Regions from separate parts of the Sus scrofa genome. Here region 1 is linked to region 2. A link is a contact called in public Hi-C data. All regions are on one chromosome and are shown on one strand. The core of a region is the stretch at or near the end of the contact, and the rest is flanking DNA. Distances in the headings are between cores, read along the strand shown.

What was found. Hi-C and Micro-C count contacts between places; a contact is called where the count stands out from the background.
Region 1: a contact with region 2 is called in a Hi-C map of omental adipose tissue, with 1.9 times the contacts expected there. The contact joins two enhancer-like sites. A contact is called at or near these places in 15 of 47 Hi-C or Micro-C datasets (embryonic fibroblasts, epiblast stem cells, fetal heart ventricle and 10 more).

What each region holds. Positions count from the first base shown.
Region 1 is chr12:21,550,520-21,556,895 of Sscrofa11.1, reverse strand. No RefSeq gene overlaps it. Among named protein-coding and RNA genes, the nearest start is that of KRT23, 27 kb to the right of the region's middle. Within about 2 kb of position 2,180, at least 6 of the 83 cell types and tissues checked have an H3K27ac peak or open chromatin away from gene starts, as enhancers often do. A contact at or near this core is called in omental adipose tissue, where this site is marked.
Region 2 is chr12:21,087,669-21,093,999 of Sscrofa11.1, reverse strand. It overlaps the pseudogene LOC100515685. Among named protein-coding and RNA genes, the nearest start is that of KRT19, 25 kb to the left of the region's middle. Within about 2 kb of position 2,134, at least 26 of the 83 cell types and tissues checked have an H3K27ac peak or open chromatin away from gene starts, as enhancers often do. A contact at or near this core is called in omental adipose tissue, where this site is marked.

The DNA of each region.
Region 1 (6,376 bases), core at 931-3,430, 460 kb before region 2:
CCTTCCAACCGCCTAAGATTGCGAGGGAAGAAGGGACAGAGTGAGAAATGGAATCGCCTGTGTCCCCACACTAAGGTCTTTTACCGGGGGTCCCGCCCCTGTACACGCAGGAGCCATTGCAATGCGCCCTCCTTCCCCAGCGCAGCCCACCCGTAGATGCGTTACCTCCCCCAACTCTTCAAACTCTGCTAAGTGCCCTTCATAAACCTTTAGGCGACCACTGTCCTTGTGTGAATGGGAGACCTTTCTTTCAAGAACGAGAATGTAAATCAGTTGAGATCTCCCATGGCTTCCCCAAACACCTGGATTAATGTTTTCTTGGAAGGTCCTTTTTGGGTTTGCCAGCTGATTATTATTTTTGAAGGAGACTAATGACAACCCAGGCCTGTTGTCTACAAAGCTCCTCATTAAGGCATCTTGCACTGCAAACCTGCCCTTCAGGTAGTGACTGCCACCCTCTGGAAAAACAGGCGGGGGCCTCCTGTGGGGGGAAAGGCCATGTGGTCATGGCTGGATGCTTGGGAAGGGTGTGAGGCAGTCATGGGACTGGACTTGGTGGAACCGGGCAGAAGGGGTCGGGGATGGCTCTCTGAACGGGCATGGGAGAAAAACCTCCAGAGGATAGAAAGAGATTGACTGAAGAGACATGCTTTCTCTACGTCTCTCAGCTCAAATCAGTTTCCTTATCATGACACCAGCAAAGGTAGTAATTATCAGGACTGCCTACCATGATTATGGGTGCCAGGAATTGCACTTGGGCAAAGGGACGGTTTTGCATATTTCAGTTTCCTTCTGTGAAGTTCTGACTGCGTGCACTTCCTTGTTTCGTCTTTAGTTTTTTGTCCTTTCTAGGACCACGTCCACAGCATATGGAGGTTCCCAGGCCAGGGGTTGAATTGGAGCTGTTGCTGCCGGCCTACACCAGAGCCACAGCAACACCAGATCTGAGCCACATCTGCGACCTACACCACAGCTCATGGCAATGCCGGATCCTTAACCCACTGAGCGAGGCCAGGGATAGAACCCACGACCCCATGGTTCCTAGTCGGATTCGTTTCCACTGCACCACGATGGGAACTCCTTTTTTTTTTTTTTTTTTTCCTCATGCTACCTTCCATCATGTTCTGTCCCAAGAGATTGGCTATAGTTCTCTGAGCAGTAGGGACAGTAGAACCTCATTGCTTACCCATTCTAAGTGTATTTGTTTTTTAAAAAAAATTATTGGGGTAGAGTTGACTTACAGTGTTGTGTTAGTTTCAGATGTGTAGCAAAGTGAATCAGCTACACGTATACATATATCCACTCTTTTTCTCCATGTAGATTATTATAGGCTATTGAGTAGATTTCCCTGTGCTATAATAGCAGGTTCTTGTTAATTGTCTATCTTATATTCAGCAGTGTGTATACATTATTCCTATCCTCTAATTTATCCCTCCACCCCCCAAGGATTCCCCTATGGTAACCATAATTTTGATTTTGAAATCTGTGAGTTTGTTTCTGTTTTATAAATAAGTTCTTTTGTATCATTTTTACTAGAATCCACAGATAAGTGATATCATATGATATTTGTCTTTGTCTGACTTACTTTGCTTAGTTTGATAATCTCTAGGTCCATCCATGCTGCTGCAAGTGGCCTTATTTCATTCTTGTTTATGGCTGGGTAATATTCCATTGTATATACGTACCACAGCTTCTTCATCCATTCCTCTGTCGATGGACATTTAGGTTTTTTTGCAACCATTTTTGACTTTGTGACACAGTACAAAGAGCCAGTACATTGTACACATTCTGGTTCCACCATTTTTAGCCATATGACCAGAGGTCAATGAATTCAGTCCCTTTGAGCCCCAGTTTCCTCAACTCAAAAATGAGGATAATAATACCTTGTGGGATTGCCATAAGCCTTAAATGAGATTATGAATGAGAAGCTCAGTCAAGAAGAGCTGCTACTGTAAAAATTTCTTTTTCTCTATCTGTGTGTGTATGTCACACACACATTAGTGTTGTGTACACATACTTTACAAGTGAGCATAAATAGACTTGTAGTTTTTATTAGATGACTCATAATTTTATTAGATGGCTCCTAATTTAAATTTCAAAGAGAAGTTTTGGTGAGTAGGCCACTCAGTGTACTGGTATGATTTACACACACTTACACACAAACACATAGACACACACACACACACAGAGTTCTTCAGTAAAACTCCCAGTCTGGTTAGGTCATCAGATCACGAAGTGTGTCAGAGACACTGTCTTCTTTTCCTTTTTGTGTGACCTCACTGCTAATATATTTTAGAAACCCTCTAATCCCTTTCAGAAAGATGGTGACATGTAGATGTTGTAATAGAAATAAATGAGATGGGGAGTGAGTCAGACACGGAAACCATCCCAGGCATCTAGTAAGTCAGAGAAACCAACATTGTTATGATACACAAACAGCCAACAAAACACTTCAGGGTGTTTATGTCTATCATCTATCTATCTTTTACACAAATATGTAAAATCCTAAAAGTATTTTTTTCGGGGCAAGATTTTTATTTTTTTTCTATTATAGTTGGTTTACAGTGTTCTGTCAAATTCTGCTGTATAGCCAAGTGATCCAGTCTGTCTGTCTCTCTCTCTCTCACATACACACAACCTTCTTTTTCTCACATTACCTTCCATCAAGTTCCATCGCACGTGACTAGATGTAGTTCCCTGTGCTGTACAGCAGATCTCATTGCTTATCCCCTCCAAATGCAATGATTTGCATCTACTAACCTCAAACTCTCAGTTCATTCCACTCCTTCCCCCTCCGCCTTAGCAACCACACGTCTGTTCTCCAAGTCTATGAGTTTGCTAAGAGTATTTCTTGATTACAGGCCATCTAAGACTAGTATGTAATGTTCAGTATTGCGAGAAAACATGCCTAGAGTGAATGGACAATATCGAAGGGTCTTAATGACTTAAGTATTTAAACATTATAACTAAATAGCTACCTGGTAATCTTGATCATCTTCATCTGTGTGGTTTCATTTTTTTCCCCCCCTTTTTTTTAGGGCCACACCCATGGCATATGAAAGTTCCCAGGCCCTGGGTCAAATTGGAGCTGTAGCTGCCGGCCTGTGTAGGTTCACCTTTTAGTTTCTTGGTGGAGAAGAGCATTGCTTACCTACACTGAAAAAGATCCCCTTTCGGTGAAACTTGATCTGCGCCTGCGCCTGCGCGGTGCCTGTGGTACTCGCTGGTGCCTGTGGTACTCGTTGTCGGCAGAAGCATTTGCAGAGAAGTTGCTAATGTCCCTGGAATGCGGAACTTAAATGTAGAGTCAAAAGAAATCCAAACTCAAAGACTAGAAGGAGAAGAATTTATCCGGGCTTCCTAACAAGCTCTCAGGGAAGAGCAGAGAATGCCCTCCTCACTGAGTTGGAGTTATTTTTCTTGGTCCTCATTTGTGAAGAGACCTAGAGGACAGCTGTGACCGTGCATGAGCAGTGGCGTCACTCTCTGCCGTCTTCGAAGAGGGAAGACCTTGGCTCTTCTCCTGGCAGCTTTGGTCCTTCATCCATGGTTACTGGACCAGGACTTCTGTGGAGCTCTGTTGCAGTGTTAAATGACCAAAAGCCTGGTGGAAAGGCTAATGGACTAGCTTTAAATCAGCTTTTTGTCACTGAGCAAATGATAGACACTTCTATTTTATTTTCTTAAATTAAAATAATTATTTTCAATATTGTTAATATTTCACAGGACTTTTTATGCTGTCCCCACACTGCTTCTTTGAGAGTCGCAGGAGAGAAACTAGTCTTTTTTTTTTTTTTTTTTTCTTCTTCTTCTTTTTAGGGCCACGTCCATGGCCTGTGGATATTCCCCAGCTAGGGGTGGAATCTGAGCTGTAGCTGTAGGCCTGCCTCACAGCCACAGTAACACTGGATCTGAGCCGTATCTTTGACCTATGCCGTAGCTTGCTGGATCCTTAACCCACTGAGCTAGGCCAGGGATTGAACCTGCATCCTCACAGAGACCATGTCAAGTCCTTAACCCACTGAGCCACAATGGGAACTCCAGTCTCATCCCTTTTTAATGATCTGTTTGCTTACTCATTGGTTCACGAGATACTAGCACAACTCTTACTGGTTTAAAACAACAGCCGTCTTATCTGTTCATAATTCTATGGATCAGAATTTCAGGTTTAGAATACCAGGATGGCTCATCTCTGCTCCATGATGTCTGGGGCCTCAGCTGGGTCAGCTTGAATGGTTGGGGACAGGCTGGAATGGCTTGCTCTGAGTCATATGTCTGGAGCTTCAGTTTTGGCCGTTGGCTGTGTTCTTCCGTTTTCCTTCATGTGGCCTCTCCATGAGGCTAGCTGATACTTCTTCATAGCATGGTAGTCTCAGGGTAAATGGACTTCCTACATGGGAGCATTCCAAGAGGGTGAGCCCTGTTGCATAAGCATGCATTAAACCTTTGCTTTGTCATGTCTGCTGATGTTCCATTGGCCAAATCAAGTTACGTGGCCCAGGCCAAAGTGATTGAGGGAGAAACTACAGAAAGGCCTGAGTCCTGAGGGGTATAGATTCATTGGGGCCACCAATATCTACTGCATACTCAGAAAATAATACCATTGTTTAATGTCCATTTCCTGTCATGAAAAGCTAAATAGGTGTATATGTAACTGTGGTACAATATTTCTCAATGTCCATAAAAGGTAATTTGGGGATTATGTTATTTTTTTTCCCAGGGAAATCGTGTGGTATATCATTTGACATAACATAAGCTTTAAAAAACCTCAGGGAGTTCCCGTCATGGCTCAGTGGAAATGATTCTGACTAGCATCCATGAGGATGCAGGTTCAATCCCTGGCCTCACTCAGTGGGTTAAGGATCTGGTATTGTCTCTTCAGTGCCTCTGGTCGCTGTTCCCTGGCTGGGGAATTTCCATATGCTGTGGGTGAAGCCAGGAAAAAAAAAATCTCCATGCTATGTATAGTCTGTTTTAAATAATTTATTTAAGACTGTCTGTAAAGAAAGCAAAAATATCCAACCTCTAGTATCTATTTTAGGCTTACTTTTTCTTGCAGTTATTGGCATTTTTACAAGATGGTTCCAGCTTAAGAGGCTCATACCTTCATTATTTTGGTTTTTCAATAGTTCATGCATTTAGAATTGTTATTTTTAATTTGCTATGGGTTTTAAAAGCTATGTTTACTTTAGTTCAGGTGTTTCCATGTGTCAGAGGTAGGTAGGGATGAGATCTGAGTCTCTAGAGGGCATGGCTAAGCTTTCTAGACTTTATCTGCCTCATCTTTTAAACCAGTGGAATCAATCAGCTGATTGCTATATTTTCTTATAATGCTACTATTTTTTTGGTTTGAACTAATGCATGATGCCTAATTAGCTATTAGAAAAATGTAAAATGTGCATTTGAGAAATACAAAACCAACCTGATATTTCTTTAAGGACAATTTTATTTAGGTGCTCCTGAGATGAAATCTTTTAATCACTAGGCTTAGAGATTTAGGTGCCTCTTATCTGCATATGTTAATATTTTACTTGACTGTGAAAAAAAAATCTAAGGAGTAAAAGAAATGAAAAGGCTAACGTTAATACGGCAAATTTTCATCATAGAAACTCGTTATAGGAGCCTAATGCTTTGGGAGAATATTTGATGGAGCACCTGAAAGATATTTTGCTAAACCTAGGTGGAAGAAAGTTTGCAAAATTTTGTGAATCTTTTTTAGCACTTGTCTTACTTTTAAGTTTTTATTCCGCTCTCTTTCCTGGATACAGTTCTCTACAATTCTGTAAAGTGAAATGCTGTTCACAAACATTTGGGAGTGACATGAAAGATATTCGTATTTTTCTGTTAACCATCATTAATGCTGAGAATGTTAAAAAATTAGTAATATGGGGAATAAACAAACAAATAAAAAAGCACTCATCTGAAGCTACTAAAGCCATAAGTTCTCAAACTTAGTTGTACATAGTAATTACTTGGGAAGATTTAAAATATACGGATGCCTGAGTTCCAACCTTTAACAGCCTTGATTTAATTATCTCTAATGTGGCCTGGGCATTAACATTTTTTTTTCATTTTTAAAAGTTTTATTGAAGTATAGTTGATGTATGAGGTTGTGATAATTTCTGCTGTGCAACAAAGGGATTCAGTTACACATGTACACAATCCAGTCTCGTTCAGATGCTTTTCCCACACAGATCACAGAATATTGGGTAGAGTTCTCTGTGCTCTACAGCAGGTCCCGGTTGGTCGGTCATTCCATAGGCCTCAGGGTGCATCCGCCCATCCCAAACCCCCAGTCCATCCTTCCCCCCACACCCTATCCCCTTTGGTAACTATGTTTGTTTTCAAAGTCTGTGAGTCTGTGTCAGTTCTGCGA
Region 2 (6,331 bases), core at 885-3,384:
CTACGCCAGAGCCACAGCAACACAGGATCCGAGCCGCGTCTGCAACCTACACCACAGCTCACGGCAACGCCGGATCGTTAACCCACTGAGCAAGGGCAGGCACCGAACCCGCAACCTCACGGTTCCTAGTCGGATTCGTTAACCACTGTGCCACGACAGGAACTCCTGTTTTAATAAAATTTAAACAGGCAGACGAAGAGCCTTCAACAGTTGCTAGCTTCTAACACCAATAGGAAGGTTGGATGTGTTAAGTCCCAGGCCTGCGTGGGTGGCTGCTCAGGAGGCACAGATTTTTGTAAGTGAATGAGGGGCCTGGGAGCTGGGAGCAGCTGGGTGTGGCTGGGGGGTAAAGTCAGAGGAGAGAATCAGAGGGGAGGAGGCGGGGAAGGCCTCCCGGGGAACACAAGTCCAGACCTGCGCTTTCTCGGAAGAGAGAGCAGTACTGATTCTGAAGCTGTCAGGGGTGGGGGGATTGGGTTGCATGGGTGGGAAGGGAGCTGGGCTAAATGGAGTACACCACTGAGGGACAACGACAAAGCCGAAACTGGCCAGGACTGGTGCTTCCATAAAACAGTGGAATGAATGCCACACAGTGGCACTAACCGGCGCCCAAGGGCCCACCCGTCCTTCTGGGGCAATATTTGCTCCCTCAACTCAAGAGGCCAACTATGTTTATTTGGAAATGGGACAGACTCTGGCCTTTCAGCTTCCCCAGGCCTGTTTCCCCCAAACCACACCTCCCTGCAACTGCACACCTGGTGCTGGCAGCAGCTGCAGGTGTCCTGCTCAGCCGGCCCCTCCACCTGCAGGGTCCTCACTCTCAGCCATCACAGGTCCAAGCCGGACCCTCCAAAGGTGTGCAAGTCCTAATGCCCAGAACTGGTGAACATGCATCCCACGTGGCAAAAAGGGACCAAGCAGATGTGATGAAGTTAAGGCTCTTGCAATGGATCATTGTCCCGGATCATGGAAAAGGGCACCAGGTGATCACAAGGGGCCTTGTAAGAGGGAAGCAAATGGTCCAGAGGTGGCCCTGGAAAGAGAGGTTGGAGTGATACACTTTGGCCGCACCTGCCATATGGAAGTGCCCAGGCTAGGGATCAAATCGGAGCTGCAGCTGTCGGCCTACCTATGCCACAGCCACGGCAATGCCAGATCCTTAATGAGGCCAGGGATCAAACCTGCATCCTCCGAGATACTAGTCAGGTTCATAACCCACTGAGGCACAATGAGAAATCCCTGGAGTGGTGCACTTTGGAGGAGGAAAGGGCCAAAAGCCTAGGAACCCAGGCGGCCCTGGAAGCTGGAAAAGACCAGGAAACGGATTCTCCCCCAAAACCTCCAGGAGGAACGCCATTCTGCAGAGACCTTGATTTTAGCCTGTAGGACCCATTTCAGGCTTCCGAAACTCCGGAACTGTAAGATAGTAAGCTTGTGTTGTTTTAAGCCACTGAGTCTGTGGTAACTTTTTCAAGCAGCAGCAGGAAATCAATACACCACCTTCAAGGCCCTGTGACTGCTGTCACCCTCTGCTCCCCAACTCCTTCCCACCTCTGACCTGCCTTGAGCTTTATCTGACCCTCTCCTGGGGCTGTCCCACCCCACATCTCCTGGTGATAGCTTATAGCCTCTGATCTCCTCAACCAGGTGATGAGTTTCCTGGGGGCAAGGTTTATATTTTATCATATTGATTATATTTATATTTGTCTCCCACCCCCTGATAATTCTATCGCTTCCTTCCAGAACTAGTCTCCACCCTTCTCGGCCTGGCTCTGTGCCCCAAGGCTGATCTCCGCGGCCCCTTTGGATCAGCCAATGGGAAGCGGCTGCCGGAGGTGGGCGGGAGGCAAGAGCGAGGCGGGCACGTACTCCCCCTGCAGGGCAGCTGAGGTCACTGCTCCTGCGGGGCAGCCCTCTGCGCAGAGCCCTCCCCAGCTCCCGGCTCCCCTCCCCTACTGGCCCCTTCAGTTTCCAGGCTCCCCTCCCCCCATTGCTACCCCATCCTTGCTCCTGTCCAGACCTCCAAAAACAGTTCTTCCTCTAAAGTGCATTCAGCTGACCCTGAGTGTCAGCATATCCTGCAGGCACCCTGAGCCATGCCGGTGTGGCTCAAGTCCCAGTGGGAGGTCAGCTGCCCTGGACCTGGTGCAAGTGCAGACACCGCCCCGTCTGTCTGTCTTAGATGGTATCCCCACCAGGGCTGGGAGGGGCCCACGGGGCATTCTCCTCCACCCCCAGCCCCAGGAGCAGGAAGAATGGCCTTAGCAAGGGGGAAGGGCGGGGAGCAGAGGCGGTGGGCAGCAGAAGAGGGGAGAGAAGCAGCCTGACCCTCATCGGTTCCCTGGACCATGCCCCCCACACAGGCACACACGCTGAGCTGTCCCAGGGCACATTTCTCCTGTAGCTCCACCCCTGCTCCCGGAGCACACCCGCAGGATAAGAGCTGGTGTGGGGCTGGCGCCGCCGGTGCCATGCCCTCGCCTCCTTCCGCAGGGCTGCCTCCAAGCCTGGTATCTGGTGCCTGGTGCTGCCGGACTTGGCCGGCCCCCGCACTCCCGCCCCTTCACTCCACAGTGTCTGGGCTGCTGAGTGATTCAGCCCACATCCTTCACACCCTGCCCAGGCCCTGGCCCTGATCCCGCCAGCCCTGGCCGCTCTCAGCGCCATCGCCGCACCGGCTGCAACAGCCTGAGCAGTGCGGCCCACGCCCTGCACCCCAGAGTCCAGGGAAGCTCACCCCTGCCTCAGGGAGACACAGCAGGGCTCTGATGGCACAGCCTGGACCCTGCAGCCCCACATTTCCTACACCAGCTACCCAAGATGAGGCACCAGGACATAATTCGTTATGTCCACTTCTTACAACAATCTTCCCAGAGATATCATAACCACCCGTCTCACAGATGATACTGCGGCACAGAAAATTAAGTGACTTGCTGAAGGACACAGGGACAGGGGGCCGGGGAGCTGCTGTCCTTAGTAGCTGGCTGGTCTCAGTACCCGTGACAAGGATCCTGCCTGCCCACCTCCCCAGGCTATTCGGAGGTTCCGAGAGAAGAGGGGATCACAAGGCGGATCAGAGGCGGTGGGGTCCACTCCGGAGCTTCAACCAGTAGTTGCCGGCTCAGGGCGGGGCGGGGGCGGGGGGGGACTGACAAAGCTCCTCCCTTTGTCTTCAGCAGGCTGAGCGCCCTCCGCAGGTTCAAGCGGGACTCCCGGGACCCGGCCAACTCGGCGCCAAAGCGCCCCCTGGAGGTCCCGGGACCTGGCCAACTCGGCGCCGCCCTGACAATTGATACAGCCCCCCTCTTACTGCATTTCTGACTGTGCCCAGTTCTTAGGGTTAGAGGGGTCGGTCTGGGAAAGGACAGGCCCTACACTCCAGGCTACTCCCCGGCCCCCCTATGGAGAGCAGACGGGCACCGAGCTGAGAGGGGTACGAAGAAAGAGTCCCAGAAAGACTGGAAGTCCAAAGACTCCGATTCTAGCTGCGTGACCCTAGGCATGTGTCTTTCCTTCTTTGGGCAACAAAGGAGTGAAGGAGGCCATCGAAGGAAAGATACCTCCCCTCTTAGCGCTAAGATTGTCCGACACCAGTTTCCTCGGGTGTAAAATGGCCACAAGGGGCCGCTGCAGCCACAGCTGTGAAGGAATCGGAAGCTGATGGAAACTGCCCGCATTTCCCAATTTAACGACCCTGGCTTTTGCCACCCCCCATCCGCCCCCCCCCCCCAGGCCATCAGCCCAGCCTCCTTCCTCCCAGTACCATCCTTGCTGGCATCATAATGTCACTCAAATGTTTAAAACCTTCCCAGAATAGGCCAGTGCCCTGGATTCCCAGTTCTATTCAGGGTGGAATTTCATGGGACCCTTAGGAGATCAAGCTATGGAAAGCTGAACAAATTAGGAGGATAGATCTAGTGAGATCTAGAAACACTCCCAAATCTCTTGTAAGGGGATGAGACAAGTTGCCAAAAGGAAATCCCACCAGCCATGGAATCCCATGCACGTGGGCTCAAAACCAAGGAGGTAGGGAGTTCCCGACCAGCTGTTGATCCTTAGACAAGTCACTGAACCTCTCTGAACTTTGGTCCCCCCAGAACCACCTTATAGGAGGAAACACTCTGGGAGGAATGGGGTTAGTATTTGAACTGGGGCGGGGGGGGCTACCACCAAGCTCCCACGACCCCCAGCAGTTGCCCTGCACAGATAGGAAATGTGGGTGTAAGCAAGGGGCTCATAGCAGCCTCGGCGCAGCCCCCAAGATTGCTCTAGAAATTGAACACTAGAGGATTCCACAGCCTAACCCTTCCACACTGTTGGTGGAAATGTAAATTGAAGCAACCACTGTGAAGAACAGTATGGAGATTCCTCAAAAAAACTGAATATAGAGTTGCCATACGATGCAGCAACCTCATTCCTAGGCATATATCTGGACAGAACTATAATTCAAAAAGATAAATGCACCCCCATGTCCACAGCGGCACTATTCACAATAACCAAAACATAGAAACAATCTGTGTCCATCAACAGAGGAATGGCTAAAGAAGATGTGGTACATATATATAATGGAGTACTACTCAGCCATAAAAAGAATGAAATAATGCCACCTGCAGCAACATGGATGCAACTAGAGATTCTCATACTAAGCAAAGTAAGTCAGAAAGTGAAAGACAAATACAGTATAATATCACCTATATATGGAATCTAAAATATGATACATGAGTTCCCGTCATGGCTCGGTGGTAACAAACACGACTAGGATCCATGAAGGTGTGAGTTTGATCCCTGGCCTCCCTCAGTGGGTCAAGGACCCAGTGTTGCTGTGGCTGTGGTGTAAGCCAGCAGCTGTAGCTCCGATTCAACCCCTAGCCCCGGAACTCCCATGTGCCACAGTGCAGCCCTAAAAAATAAAATGTGACACAAATGAATTTATCTGTGAAACAGAAACAGACTCAGCAGGCATAGTGAACAGCCCTGTGGTTGCCAAGGGGGAGGAGGCAGGGGAGGGTTAGATTTGGAGTTTGGGACTAGTAGATACAAAGCGTTACTTAGAATGGATAAACAACAAGATTCAAAATAGCTCTCTCTCTCTCTTTTTTTTTTTTTTTTAAGCATGGAAGCTCAGTTTTATTTTCTGTGGTTAAGAAATATTTAAGCATCAAACAAAGCAAGTGGATCCTGAGCGCCCAAGGGCCAATACAGGCAAAAGATTAGGCCCCCATAATAAACTGGCAACTCCTACAGGAATCAATGCCCCTTGCGGGCTGCACTGTCCAGGAAGAGATACAAGGTCAGACCCTGGCCTGTCTCCCCAGTCCTGGCTTAGCGGATAACAGGGGGCCCAAAGCGCTGCATGGTGCGAATCGCCAGGGAAAGCTGGTCAAGGAAGTTTAGGATGGAAATTCGGAGGAGGCGGGAATCTTCAGCTCTCCAGTGGACGGCCAGGACGCTGGCGCTCACTGAGAGCTTCTTCCCAGCCGCCCCTCGGTGGGGTTCAGCATCTGGGGCCAGGGAGCCACGGGCGATCTCTGCCTCCAAGGAAGACGGAAAAGGTACGCTTAGGGTGAATACGAGTGGTCGGTTCCCTGGCCTTTTGGCTGTGGATGCGGACTCTCCGCCCGCTGCCGAAGGGTGCCATCCTGGCGCCACAGGCGGAACTCCCTCGGCTGCATCAGCAGCAACGCAGCCATCACCGCGGGGGCTGCTGGGGCCGCCTGGGCCACCTCTGCAGCCCGGGCCCTCGGGGCCTCCCGCCGTGCTGCTCTGCGTGATGTGTCCAGGGCGTGCTGCATCCGCCGCCTGCATGGCTGCAGCGCTCCACCAATGAGATCTTATTGGAGAGCACAGGGAACTATATCCAATACCCTGTCATAAACCATAATGGGAAAGAATTTTAAAACAAAAACAAAAAGGAAGTATCCAGAACCTGAACACAGGACTCTGCAGTGCCCCCCACCCCCGACACACACACACCTCCAGCAAGGCTTTCAAAATACTTTGTGATGCAACCCAGCCTACTTCTTCCCCTCCAACCCTCCTCCCTCGCTCCCTCGCACCCTTCCAAACTTCTGGCTTCTTGAATGTGCGGGGCTGGGCCTTCCTTCCCTCCAGGCCTCTGATAGTCCCTGCTCACCAACCGTTCCAACCACCCTCAACACCTCTACTTGATCCTCTCTTAACGGCGTCTCTCTAATCCTCTCCCTGACTCCGCCCCCACCCCCAAATCTAGATCGGGGGGGGGGGGGGGGTCTCTGCTCCAAGCTCCCCAGCCTGTATTCCTCCCGGATCTCAGGTTTCTGTTTACCTCTGCGTCCCTGGCGGGCGGTGGTGT